3 separate regions of the Mus musculus genome follow, and regions 2 and 3 are each linked to region 1. Evidence: chromatin contacts called from public Hi-C and HiChIP or PLAC-seq data. All regions are on one chromosome and are shown on one strand. The core of a region is the stretch at or near the end of the contact, and the rest is flanking DNA. Distances in the headings are between cores, read along the strand shown. Region 1 overlaps Runx1 (runt related transcription factor 1). Region 2 has its middle 16 kb from the start of Gm30695. Region 3 holds the start of 1810053B23Rik (RIKEN cDNA 1810053B23 gene).

Region 1 (4,543 bases), core at 932-3,431:
CTCAGGCAGAACCTCTCCTACAGACTCCCAGAATGCACACGGAGAGAGCATGGAATGAAGTATTCCCTAATCCAGAGCACTAGACCCAGCTCGGGACTTTCTAGACTCATGGGGCTTAGGAAGCAGCTCTGAGAAGCCAGGCCCAGGCATTCCTGCCAGAGCAGGCAGTCATCAGTTAATCTCTGTAAATGACTACGATTCTGGCAGGTGTCAGCTGCTACGAAAACAGATCACATATTAGGAGTCCTTTTTTTTTTTTTTTAACTGAGTAACGAGGGAAGAGAAATAAAAATAATATGTCACGTGTGTTGGCCACATAGGGGCTTGTCCACTTGCCACAAACAGCTTATTCCTGTTTGAGTTCTCAGTGATCAAGTCCCCAAATTCACAGAGCCAGATACTCAGATAGCCATTCTTCAAAGGCTGGCCAGAGACACCACCATTAACTGATGCTCTGACTTTAGAATGATCATGCACACAAGTGAGGGGGCTCATGCGCACGCGCGCACACACAGACACACACACAGACACACACACACACACACACACACACACACGCATGCCCTTCCTATGGCTACACACTGTCCTTCACGGTGTTCTTCCAAAATGCCACTGGGTGCCTCAGGAATGCGAGGCTGCGACACAGACAAAGCCTGCTGCAAGCTCTTGCTGACCCACATTCTTTCTGAGACCATACAAGCTATCCAGCGTCATGTTTCCCACCTTCCTCTTCCTTGACTGGCATGAGAGACCACGGCAGACACTTAAAAGGGGCCGCATCACGCTTTAAATGGCTTTAGAGCTCAGATTGTTTTTCTGTGAGAAAGCCTGAGGTTTCTCAGGTGGGATGAGGAGTGGGGACTGATTAGGTCGCAAAGAAAAGAAGAGGGAGGATCCAGAGAGGGCTGCACACCGAACTACATATACTAAGACTGAGCAAGGTAGAAGGCTCTAGAAAAAGAAGTTTTTGTACTTCTGCTGGTAAAAGGCTGGAGGGGGTGGCTCGGGAACTTGGCCTCTTTTGTCCATAGAGCTTTAAATACTCCGGCTACAAGAGGCCTCTCCCATGCGCCCCGGCCGAGCCTGCGTGACTCAGGGTGTTTGTGTTTGAGTCCAGTGTTGTGAGCTCTGAATGACAGTCCAGATTTGCCGTGGCGATACGTGGAAAGAGCGAGCGCTGCATGTGAACTACACAAATATTATGCTTAAGCTTTTTTTTTTCCTCCATTTGGAGCCAAACAGGTCTTGTCAGTGATAAAAATCGCTGCAATATAGTGGGCCCTTTTTCTGGCCTGGAATCTGAGACCGTGTCGGCAGTGCCAAGGAGGCCCGTAGCAGGAAGAAATAGCAAGCCGCGGGGATTTGAAACCATAACACAACTTCTACGACATAATTTTATAATTGTAGCAATCGGGAACTAGGTGGTGGGCGGGGTAGCCTTGTAACCACTCCTGTGCTGGAAGAATGGTCCAGGGTCCTCCGTGTAGCTCTGGGCTGGGCTGGGGTAGCAGCAACAGCATTTCTATGGGCAGAAGCCAACGGCTTCCCCTGTCTTGTTGTGAGGCTGTGTACAGGAGGATGATTGTGGCTCAGGCTGTGTAACCATTGACAGGAGAATGGCCCTGGCTCAGTCAACGGTTCTAGTCAAACAAACCTTGAGAACGAGGAGGAAACAACAAAGTCGGCCTCTTAAAAGGAGGAATGGATCTCTACTGTGACTGTGTGGGAGGCTGGGCTCCTCTACAATCTCTAGTCTGCATAATACTTTGAAGGGGATGGAGAGGGAAAAAAAAAAAAAAGCGGGAGGCCCAGCCCTCCTGACTGGCCCACGTGGATGCCCCTACTTGCTGTTTCCTGGTAACAGAGACACCTACCACCCTTACACGACAGCAAGCATCCCACCTTGCTTTTCATTCCGAGGGAAAATCAGCAGACCAGCTGGCCACTCCCTCTGAGCTCCCAAGGGCCTGGCCTACTAGAAATATTGGAACAGACCCACGCTGCACCTTTCTGCCTACTTCCTCCTAGGGATCCGCCCAGGGAGTGGGCTTCAGGGAAGTAAGGATGCTTCTGAGGAGCCTGTACGAAGGAGGAAGGGGCCTGGGTGTGTGAGGGCAGAGAGGGATGCCCTGTGCCTGCCTGCGTGTAACAGGAAATCTCACTCCTCGGCTGTGGGTTTGCAGCTGCACCCAATTTCCTGTTGAAGGGACACGCTGCTACGTTCCAGGGCCCACTCTGGCACCTCTCAGACCTGCTGCTCAGGTTTTCAGGAAGGCAGGGCATTCTTGACCCCGGGAGGGCACCTTTCTTGGCTGCCACAGTTCTGTTCCCAGCCTGAGGCCCACAGCCAACAAGCAACGGGCTTCTTACCCGGGGCCACCATCAGCAGTTCCGCTCACTAGTGTCTGCCCACCCGAGGGGATGTGCGGAGAGCTGTGGGCACCGAGTCCCAGACTGAGGCAACAGCCAGGGACCAGTGGGCTGAAGGAACCTCAGCGGGCTATCAGAAGGATAGCCCTGGTTCCCACAGGCAGCCAGCCCAAGGGGCAATGTCCAACAAGCTCACCTTGGGGGTGAAGGGAGAGGGAGGGGAAAGATAAGAAAAGTCCCCTCCACAACACGTTTTCTGATCTCTTCCCTCCCTCCTTCCCTGCCTCCCTCTCCTCCTCCTCCTCCCTTCCCCTCCCGGTCCCTACACTAGGACATCGGCAGAAACTAGATGATCAGACCAAGCCCGGGAGTTTGTCCTTTTCCGAGCGGCTCAGTGAATTGGAGCAGCTGCGGCGCACGGCCATGAGGGTCAGCCCGCACCACCCAGCCCCCACGCCCAACCCTCGGGCCTCCTTGAACCACTCCACTGCCTTTAACCCTCAGCCTCAAAGTCAGATGCAGGGTAAGTACCCCACGGAGCCCACTACCCTCTGTCTTTGCTGGAGTCCCAGGCGCAGAAAGCACCGGGGCTGCCAGGCCTTTCTGGGTGCTCTAAGGGAACTGTTGAAACCCCGCAGCATCAGCTGGGAGCTTAATGAGGAGAACGCTGTTCCATCTGCAGAGTATCTCTACTCTGAGAAGTGTGGCTGCTGAGCATGGGAGGGAATCGTGGCTGTGGAAGCCATATGTGTACATGGCTACACGCGTGTATCTCTCTTGGTACCCTTGCAGTTATCGGTTCCAGGTATCAAACTCCACAGGAGTTCAATATGTCCTAGTACTTGCCTAGGCCTGTGGACATCATCCTGGAGACTGTAATCCGTTCTGCGGCTAGCATCTAACACGCTATTCATGCTATGTTGACAATCACCAAGTTATATTACGTAGGGAATCCTGACGAAAATACATTTCAATATGTGTACATTTAAAAAGCTGTATTATCAACCCACCTTCGGTTTAATCTTTAGCTATAGAGCCTTCAGATACAAATAGCCTCCTGTATAGAAGCTGACGAGAGGTTTTTGTAAGACTTGTTTTCTACTATGTTGTTTTCTTATCTACCCATTAGTCTTGAAGCCACGATACACACAGTTGCTTGCATGTATGTATGTATGTATGTATGTGTTGTGTATACATGTATAAACACACATACACATACAAATCCAGCAAGGGGTTTTTAAGTTCTTGTTGCCTTTAGATTTTATGCTAAGTTTTCATTTAATATCTCTTCTTTCAAAATATGAAAGAGGCATGCGTGTGTATGTATGTGGTGTGGGCTGTATCAGGCAGAACATTTTCAGATCAGTAGCGTGAGTTCTGGTCACTCTGTGGGCCAGTCACCAGTGGCAAACACGCTGTAAGATGTAATAACTGCACATACCCTCTGTGCCAAGTTAGATAATGCTCACTGCATTTCCCCAGTCGGACGGCTGACGTCGGAATCTGTTTGTTCAGTGATATACCATTATAATAACCAAAAGGCAGTTTTCTCTGGGACAGGTGGGACACAGCTATTAATATGGCATGCTTACAGCAATACTCCTGCAGAGATGCAGGCCTGGGCAACTCAAATGAAGGGATGAGCAGCCCATACAAAGAAAGGGGCAGAGGATGGGCAGCAGGAGTGGGGCTCTGCCCTTCACAGAAAGCAAAGACTAGTGTCCTCTGAGCTTCACAGGAGAAAAGGGGGCATCTACTTGATAAGGTTTTTATCTGAGCCGATTGCTGTCTCTGGGGAGAAACACATGCAGGGCTCACAAATAGGCCCACATTTTCCAGAATGTAATATAGAAAGCCTATACCCCCAGGCATGGTATTACAGTCAAGTTATCATAGTACTTGCAGGATGGAGACAGCAGAATCAAGAGTTCAAGGCCAGCCATGGCTACGTAGCCAGCTTGAAGCCAACCAGAGATACATGAGACCGTGTTAGCACAGCACAGCGCCTCTCTTTTATATGAACAGACACAAAAATTAGGCTTTCTTCCTAGGTATGTTTAGAAAAAGGCCACACCAAAATCCTTAGGTGTTTTTGTGTGTGTGTGTGTGTGTGTGTGTGTGTGTGTGTGTGTAATAGTGACGAATAATCACTCAAAATACCCACACTAATTTT
Region 2 (4,543 bases), core at 1,363-3,862, 900 kb before region 1:
CCCTCCCCCATTTCTCTGTGTATAGTGAGCGCTTTCGGAAGTATGAGCACTGGTAATTTCCGTTTTAGCAATGGAGATATGCCTGTTTTCCTTCTCTATGGCTGAAGTTTGAGGGAGCAAGGAGATGCCTGCGCTGAGCTTGCTCCAGTGGACTTGCCTCCAGCTGCTGTGGGACCCAGTTCTGACACCCGCCCATCTCCATCTGGGACTCAGGTCACATCCACAGCCACTTCAAGGTGAACTGCTTGCTTTAAAGTCCTTTGATATTTTGACTAAATCCTACGCCCCATTTGAGGCACTGGCCCATTCAAGTGCCAGCTGGGCCCTTTGTTTATGATTGGCTCACGTTTCCGAGCGAATTTCTTTCTGGAGACAGTGTTCTATGAGTCACCTTTGAAATGAGAACTTATCAGCTTAGGGTCAGGCTAAGTGTGGCCGTCTGAGGGGCCTGTTTCTGTAGTCTGGGTCTGTGTTAAACATGGAGGCGTGTCCTCGCACTCGCTCAGTCCCGGAACTCTGTGGTCTTTCTCCAAAAGGACAACATCTCTCACCTGCTTCTTTTATCTCTGTCCAGCTGCCGACCTGACTGTCTTACTGTTACCCAACTACTGGCTGGGAGTGTAAGTCTGAGTTTGATTGGAAAATGCTCTGCCAACACACACATCTTTCTGCTAAGAAAACAAAAACAAAAAACAAAACAACAACAACAAAAAAACCCAAACCAAACCAAACTAAACCAAACCAAACCAAACTAAAACAAGCAATGGAGACAGGATGGGATGTCTCTCTCTGTGTGTCTCCTGTGTCTTCCCCACCCCACCCCCCAGCTGCCCAATGACCAGACAGAGTCTGGCCGTGTCATATTTAAGACAAACAACGTGAATTCTCTCTCCTTCCCTCTCTTGCACACTCGTGTTTAGAAGGCAGTGAAAGCTGGTTTCTACTTCTTTTCTTCCTGGCAGTTGGGTGTATTGGGCGCGGCCCCTCGGGTTGTTCCCCCTGAATTTCTGCCCCTCATTTGTCTTTACAGTACTCACTGAAAGTGCCAAGTGTGGAGTTGTGGGAATCTGAGGGCTCCTCTTCTTAAACATTTCTTTAAGATTTTCTTTCTCTGTGGGGAATGGTATCAGCAAGCAGGATGCAGAGCACAGGGTCGGATGGACCAGGGTAGGAGGAGCACACACCCCATACCATCATGTTCCACGGTCCCGACTCAACTCCACCTCCTGGTGCAGAGCCTCTTCTTGCTCCACAGTGGTGTCTGCCATCCACTCAGACTCTCAAGAAGCTGAATAGTTGCTCGCTTGTTTGTTTGAAAATCTGAATCTGGTTGTTTAACTCCAACCAGTCAGTCCTGTCAGACATTCTCTGGGGGTGGGGATAGTTTAGAGGGATGAGAAATTATCCCAGTGTTATAACACGAAGATATTTTCTGTTGATTAAGTGCACTTTGTACAGTTCTGGCCATGTGGTGGTGACAGTATGGTGGTATCAGGAATGTGGTGGTGGCAGTGGTGTGGTGGCTTGCTTCTTTGTATAACAGGAAGATACTTTGGATGTGGTGACAGAAAATGTTGGCTTGTGGTTCTTTGCCTGTGGTCTTGGGTGTGCATGCCCTGGGCTTTACTGCTGACCAGAAGTCTTGAGGGGACAACTGGCCTGTCAACAAAGCATTTCCTCCTGGCCCATGATCCAGCTTAGTGTAGTGATAGCTTGGGGTTAGGGAGGCCTGTGTGTGGGAGACGGGGAGAAACTGTGCAAGCTGCTACAATATTCGTCCTGACCAGCTGTCTCTGGAGAGGATGCACAGTGATCTGGCTTGTAAATGGTTAGAAGGGAGCCAAGAGGAACATCTAGTCATAATTAGATTCCTGAAGTGGCTCCGGGTAGACAGTAGCGAGGTCAGAAAGTTGGGTATGACAGAGAATGTAAGCACCTGTCCCCACTACCTCGGTGAAGTTACAAAGCAGGTTGCATGGAACTCATTCTATTTTGTCTTTAACCTTATGTTTGGGAATAATCATAGGCTCATAAAAAATTACAAAAAAAAGTGTACAGGGGTGAGTGGGCTTTTCTCTTCTGCTACCGATGCACAGTCTGGGTTCCTTTGCTCCTCTTAGGCTAAAATTGTAAGTAAGCAAACAGTGGCGGTGGGACTTCTGGGTCTCTTTGTCCCAGATGTAGGCTGGACTAACAGACCCAGAGGCATATAGCTCTGAGTTCCAGATCTGGGTCCCCACGACTGGGCATATAGTCCCAAGCTCCCCACAAGAGGCGCAGGCTGGGAGGCTTCCTGCCCTGGGCCCAGACAGTGGGACCACCCTCGTGTATGGATCATAGCAGCAGGATTCCGTGGGTCAGGTCATATCTCTTAAGCTCTGGATGTTGGGACCCTTAGCTCATAGCAGCAGCTGGCATCAACTTTTGCTGCTGCCTCTTAACTTTAACTCTTTGCAGCCTTCCCTCATCCAAGGCCTGACTCTGCATTGTCTCAGCTTCCCCTTTCAGCCCAGCTGCCTCTGCTCCCTGCAGTTCCTGCCCTCCCCACCCCCCCAGTTGCTCTCTGCTGCTGAGCTTGCTACCAGTCATCGGTTACAGCAGCCTCTTCTTACCATCTCCACCCACTCTACCCAGGAGCAGAATTAGGCAACAGCAGATCACTCTAGATACACGCACAGGTGCCCATGTACGTACATGCATGCCTGCATATTCACATACACACATGCATGCACATACAGGCACATTCATGTTCACACACACACACACACACTTTTTCTCACAGTTTTTGGTAGTATTTTAAGGTTTCTCAGTAGTGACAACTGTAAAGTTTTATCTCTACTATGGAATGTACAGCCATGCCCCTTTCTAGGCTGATTTTTTCCCCCAAATTCCCTCTCTGTTTTTGGTTTATGGAAGCCAAACATATCTTAGAATTAATGGGTCCTGATGGCCGACCACAAATGGAACTTACGAGGATGTTATTAACATGTGCCAGCAATTTAGCTACAGAAAGGGAATTAGCAATCAACTCCTTTCTATCGCCAGCAATTAGAAGTGATTGACCTCAAACCGAGGCCTGAGAAGGGAGGAAGTCTTGAAAGCTGCCCATGTATGATGAGACTCTAAGACATCTTTTTAATTGGGATGCTTCCTGCCTTTGGTTGCAGAGGGCAGCTTGGGCAAGCCACACGGAGAGTTAGAATGCATAGGGCTTGCTCACGTGGCCCGGTGATATGATCTAACTTGGAATTCCTATGGCTGAAGTAAAGAGAGGCACAGTTAGATTTATGTTCCCTGTTGAGCCCAAGACATGGTATCCAGGCAACTCAAGCTGAACGCACACAAGATAGCGACCCTACCCCGCCTACTTGGTAAACTCCATGCAGGTGGTGGAAATAATACCTTGATAAATACGGCTGGTCACCTAGGACATTTTCCTTATATCAACATTTACCATAGGAGGTTCTCATGTCTTTGGATTTCACCAAGCAAACAACGCATCTCAGACCAGAAAGAGAAGCAAAGCTTTGCCAGGAAATGCTTGGCAGTAGTTGGCCTAACAACTGACTTGCACTGCTCGGCTATCCATGATCATTGGTCAGGGTGTTTGTAAGAGATAGCCTTGGGTTGGGGAGCACTGGCAGGCAGTCTTGAGTTGGGGAGCACAGGCAGTCTTGGGTTGGGGAGCACTGGCAGGCAGTCTTGGATTGGGGAGCACTGGCAGGCAGTCTTGGGCTGGGGAGCACAGGCAGTCTTGGGCTGGGGAGCACAGGGAGTCTTGGGTTGGGGAGCACTGGCAGGCAGTCTTGGATTGAGGAGCACGGGAAGGCAATCTTGGGTTGGGGAGCATGGGTTCCTCAGAAGCTCTGCCTTTCATTTGCTGCAGTGTTGTGTCTCTTGTTAGCATTCATAACACAGTGTTCCGCAGCACTGAGCCTCTCAGCACAGAGGCAATGGTTCCACTTCAGTTGCTGTTTGATGACCTGAAAATCCTAGCAATTGGCTCCATTATGGCTCTAAATAAAACGGGAGAAAACCCCTACAGAATACAAATTGACCCTAACTTAATCTTTCTTTTGTACAAGTAAACCACAGAATCAATAGATAACTTTCTTTGACAAATCAAACTTATTCTTTTAAAAAATACTTATTTTTTGTGTGTGCATGTGCCTAAATATATGCATGTATATCACATGTGTGCAATGTGTATCACATGTGTGCAGGAAGCCACAGGGGCCAGAAGAGAGTGTTGGATTTCTTGTAACTGGAGTTACAGATGATTCTGGGCTGTCATGAGGGTGCTGGGAACCAGATATTGGTCCTCTGGAAGAGCAGCAGGTGCTCCAAACCACCGAGCCACGTCTCCAGCCTCCAAACTAGACTCTTATTAAAAGTTTAAATTAGAGTTAATATTCTCCCAGTATGTTGTAGCTGAATTTGAATAAATTCTGGCAAGTGTGCTCTTGGGCACTTTGCAACTGCATGATCCAATTGGAGCAGGCTGCCTCTGTTGGTGGAGGTAGGACCTGATTCCTATCTGCAC
Region 3 (4,543 bases), core at 1,410-3,909, 710 kb before region 1:
AGATCATAAGAATTAAAAATTTCAGCACTGAGTGGGGAAAGGCTCCAAACACCTCAGCCACAGCAGAGAGCAATAATGAGAACTGATGTTACTGAGGGAGGGAGAGCCACTTTGCTTTGAGGAGGTGGCCATTTTATATTACCCATGATCCCTTGCATTCACATGGGCAACACTAATGGGACTTAGTACGTTATTAAGAGACTTGAAGTCGGGAGGGAGATGGGGATGTTGTGGGGAGGGAGAGGAGAGTTGAAGATGGCCAAGATACATTCTAAACATGTTTTGAAAAGAAATCCCCCTTCCCACTAGATAAACGGATTTGGTAATGTGTTCTACCAAGCAGGGTTTCACCACATTGCTGTCTGGAAGGGTCATGTCTGTTTCATGCATGTGCACTGGTCAGGTCATGTTAGCCCATGGTCACTAGCTTTTCCAACCAGCCTTGTTCCTCCAGGGGAGGGTTCTGGAAATTCTGCATTTGAGGAGTCCAGATTTAAGAAGGCAAAAGTGCCCTAGTCATAATAGATTTATCTCCTCTAAGTTTATTATTTTGGGGACAGTGACACTGTCAGAAGATTGACAGCCCTCTGATTCCATTTGTCCCGTAACTGCGCATTGGTGACCAGCCAGCTTGGCAGTAAGTCGGCAATGTTTAATAAGATTGTGCCCTGTGATTGAAACAAATGCCTCTCCTTTTGTCATCAGAAGTGGGAGCGCTACGCATTTGTTTTAGTAATACACGAGCTGACATCATTAATAATCCGGGCTTGTGACTGGCGCTTGTTGAATACAATAGATGAATGAAAAATTTAATTTTTTAGTAGATCATAAGAGATGTGCCAATATATCAAAAATAATTTAGGCCGACTACCTTTGAGGTGGCAGGCATCCCATTGTCTCTGCTTTTTAAGGCTGGCTCACTTTCTCCAGCAATCAAGGGAATCTCCATCAGCCCCTGAAGATGAATTACAGACTCCTGCCTTCATGTTCTGCCGCTAGGCCACAGGTGAAGAGCACTATCTCTTATTTGATTATCTACAGTCTTTTCTTCCCAGGACTGTAGTAATGCTGACTGGGTGTGCTTTGGGTTTCTCTCTCAAACTCAACACTTAAACCTCAGGCTCATAGCAGTGAGCTTCTCGCTGGTGTTAGGTCTGTGTGGCGCTTCTAAGAACTTCATCTGTCCTTGACCTTGAATGGAAAATCACCTTCATAAGGTCAGAGAGCATGTTTGACCTCTGCCCTTTGGTCCCCATCAATTGGTGTAGCTGGAGTTCATAGATGTATCTAAGGGGCTCCTTTAACTTCCAACGGTCATGGAATAATTGAGCGTATGAGTAGGGTACAGTGGGATAACACTGTACGTGCTTACAACGTGCCATGACCCTGTTGGAGCAATTAGCATTTGTTCATGCCGAGGACCTTGGACCTTGTCTACTTGCAGTTCCAGATGTGCGTTTTTCCTGTTCCAGGTCTGTATCGACCTTCTTATTCATGTTCCCATAAATGCTACTCAAGGACACCTTTGACAAAGAACAGACTATACCCCAAAGACCCCACATCTCGCTTCTTGCACCTTCTTATCTGTACAGTCTGAAGAGCTCTACTTATTCCAACAGATTTTTCCTCAATCATACTTACATTTCTTTTCTTAGCATTCATCTCTGCTTGGGATATTTGAACACCTGCTCTCAGTGTTTATTTTCTTTGGATACATTAATTATGCTTGAGAGGAGATACCATACCTCTGCCTACCTGAAGCACAGAAATGCCTGTCCAGGCTGTCTGGACAGATCCAATAAGTAGGGAGAGGAAGCTTGGCCCATTGTACTGCAGGCTTCAGCTGACCTGGACTTTCCAGAGTGTCTCTTTTGGTGAGAGACATTCGGTGTCCCACGTGTTGTGACCTTTTCTTACGTGAGTTGTCTCTGGAATGACAGAACAGTGCTAAGGACACTTCTGGGGTCACGGCATAAGGAAAAGGCTGCTCATGGGTTTTGCTATAAAAGGGATGCTAGAAAAAAAAGCATAAAAAGATGGACACTTCTGTCTACTGTGCTTGGAGAGGAGGTGCCTCTAAGTGTCAGGAAGACAGTACACATGAACAGACATCATGATGCAGAACTGTCAGAGTGTCTGTTCATTACTCTTGGCTGACGTTTAATTTTCCCCTTAGAAAATATTTCTTTTACCCCGAAATCTCTACATGGAATCCCACCATCTAGAGATGATCTACAATCCATAGTGCCAACCATCTGTCTCTACCCCATCCTCAGCAGGGTCTAATGATATGTTCTGTTTCTCTCTTCTAGGGGAACAGCTGGAGGTTGCAAACATGGTCGAGAAAGAACTCGCAGCTGAGACCCATCTCAGGAGGTAGCATCAGATTTGCAGTCGCCTCCCTTTCTCTCCCGGGTGATGCTCTTGTTTCTGTGGGAGCTGCAGTTAGCCTGGAGACAGCGGATTCTGATGATGGGTCCTTATGCTTTGTCTTACTACTGACTGGGCAACTCTTGGCAAGTCATAGAAGGTCCACGCCTGCTTGGGAGTTTGCCTGGCAGTGGGTCATGGGAGATAAGTTTTGCCTCAAGGGAGGTGGTGAGAGGCAAGGATATTAGATAAACACATTAAAAACAGGGTGCCGAATTTAGAATGCCCAGTGGAACCACATGCTGAAAAAGAAAGAAACGGAGCTTGCTAATGCAGGAGGAACACATGGGCATTGCCAGTGCCCTTAAGCAAAGTGGTAAGGAAGACCGGGAACTTCAGAGACCTTTGCGGTTTAGTCTGTTCTTGGCCTGAGGTGTTCTTGACTGATATAAATGAGAAAATTGTTACAGAGTCAAAACAGGACAGACAGGGTGGGTGGGTGGGGGGCCCGCAATGATGACAAGATGAAATAGTTTCGAGGTCCTCTAAGGACTTCCAAGATACAGGAACAGAGGTAGGGGTGGGGTCAGGTGATAGAAGGCACAGAGAGGATGAGCCCAGGATGGTGTGTCACTCACAGTGAGGACTGTGCTCTGGTATGGTTCAGCCATCTCTCTCAGTCTGGTCATGGAGGAGTGTCACCCTCTGAGGTGGGTGAGGGAGCTACGCAGAGCAGGACAGGGTCATGGCTGACTGGCTGTGGGTTGCATTGCCATCCATTGACAGCAAACGACAGAGCTTCAGAAAGGAAACTCCTCCTGCATGACCAGGTCTACAGAGGACGCGGCATCAGACAGTCAGCCCCAAGCCCTGCAGGGTGGAAGGAAATGAGCTCTGGGAGGGAGGCTTCCCAGCTAAAGAGAGGAGAGGGAGAGGGAGGAGTCAGAGAGGCCATTTATAGTTTTGCCCAGATGTGAACTTACAGAAATGTCCTGCCAGGCAAGATGTCCCAACTGATATAATGGCATGACTATTTATATTATATTATATTATATTTACATCATATATTGTGTCACATTAGTTATATCTAATATATACAATTATAATATTATATTGTGAGAGTAACCAACTGATTTCTGGTTGGAGTTGAGCCTGCTCAAGAAGAGTGATCCCATCCCTGGTACAGAAAACTAGGTCAAGAGCTCATGGCCGGGAAGGTCATAGGCCTTAGTGGGGACCTATTATTTTTGTTTTAATAAATGGATGCTTCCTAAACAGGAAGTTACTTTTTTCACATCGTCTGACTTCTAACTCAAAGGGCAGATGGGAAATAAACCACCCAGTGTGATGTGGTAGAAGAGCTCAGAGCCAAGAACTGTGGACAGAGCTGTAAGCTGGGCCATCTGGGGCTTGAACCGGTACCTCATGGTGACTCTCATATGGCTGATTCTAATGGTCAGAAATGCCCAGAGGTCTAAACACACCCTTAGGAATATCAGGTTGCATATCTAGAGATGATTATGAGGGTTCTGATCAAGTGAAAAAATTATTCATTGATGAATTCAAAATTTGGGAGGTGCGGATCTGTGGATGATGGGGCCTGGGGGCAGGAGGTGCATCACAGGAATCAGGGCATGGACTCCCTCAAGCTCTTTAATGTCAGCATCTCAGAATCTCTTTCTGCCAGAGACACATGATCACCACGGTCCCCTTCTGCCTGCATGTCAGCACCACAGAAGGCCTGCTCTCTTGCCCACCAGCCATGGAGTCTTTGGAAAGAGCCATCAAGCCATGGTGTCTCTGGTAGGAGCTATCAGCATCAGAAATGTCCAGACAATAACTTCTCTTGGAGAAGGGAAGGGAAGATCTTGCCCAAAGTGATTTTTAGGAGTTTGACCTGTTCCTAGTATCTAGTCTCTGTTGGCTCCAAAATCATGTGTCTTACCTGCCTGTGTTGCTATAAAAACAGAACACCACAGACTGGGGCATTCACAAGGAAAGAAATTAATTAACCTTACAGTTCTTAGAGTTGGGAGTTCAAAACCAAGACACCTCCACTATCTGCCTAGTATCTTAGCCACTCCTGCAAGATGGCTGTAGAGGGAGGGCAGTTACCTCAGGACAGCAGGTGCCAGGTGAGGCCGAGCTCATTTTGTGTGAGATGCCTGCGCAG

Evidence for each region. A called contact is a pair of places that touch in the nucleus more often than the background predicts. HiChIP or PLAC-seq counts read pairs in DNA pulled down with a chosen protein or histone mark.
Region 2: a contact with region 1 is called in a Hi-C map of bone marrow-derived macrophages, with 11 read pairs. The contact joins two enhancer-like sites. A contact is called at or near these places in 1 of 484 Hi-C or Micro-C datasets (bone marrow-derived macrophages), 6 of 115 datasets of contacts at active chromatin or transcription factors (T-cell acute lymphoblastic leukemia, embryonic limb bud, embryonic stem cells and 3 more) and 1 of 9 other capture datasets (embryonic stem cells).
Region 3: an H3K27ac HiChIP or PLAC-seq map of large pre-B cells shows a contact between it and region 1, with 5 times the contacts expected there. The contact joins the promoter of 1810053B23Rik here to the enhancer-like site in region 1. A contact is called at or near these places in 4 of 39 promoter capture datasets (the 3T3-L1 cell line, the C10 cell line, frontonasal cranial neural crest and 1 more), 1 of 484 Hi-C or Micro-C datasets (bone marrow-derived macrophages), 2 of 115 datasets of contacts at active chromatin or transcription factors (large pre-B cells and pancreatic cancer cells) and 1 of 9 other capture datasets (embryonic stem cells).

Annotation. Positions count from the first base shown.
Region 1 is chr16:92,642,504-92,647,046 of GRCm38.p6, reverse strand. Runx1 (runt related transcription factor 1) reads left to right here. Exons shown (of 8, transcript NM_001111021.2): 6 at 2,702-2,893. Among named protein-coding and RNA genes, the nearest start is that of Gm30224, 49 kb to the right of the region's middle. Within about 2 kb of position 2,181, at least 112 of the 459 cell types and tissues checked have an H3K27ac peak or open chromatin away from gene starts, as enhancers often do. A contact at or near this core is called in bone marrow-derived macrophages, where this site is marked.
Region 2 is chr16:93,545,345-93,549,887 of GRCm38.p6, reverse strand. No RefSeq gene overlaps it. Among named protein-coding and RNA genes, the nearest start is that of Gm30695, 16 kb to the right of the region's middle. Within about 2 kb of position 2,612, at least 22 of the 459 cell types and tissues checked have an H3K27ac peak or open chromatin away from gene starts, as enhancers often do. A contact at or near this core is called in bone marrow-derived macrophages, where this site is marked.
Region 3 is chr16:93,356,828-93,361,370 of GRCm38.p6, reverse strand. It overlaps 1810053B23Rik (RIKEN cDNA 1810053B23 gene), which reads left to right and starts at 2,659. Exons shown (of 4, transcript NR_040489.1): 1 at 2,659-2,746.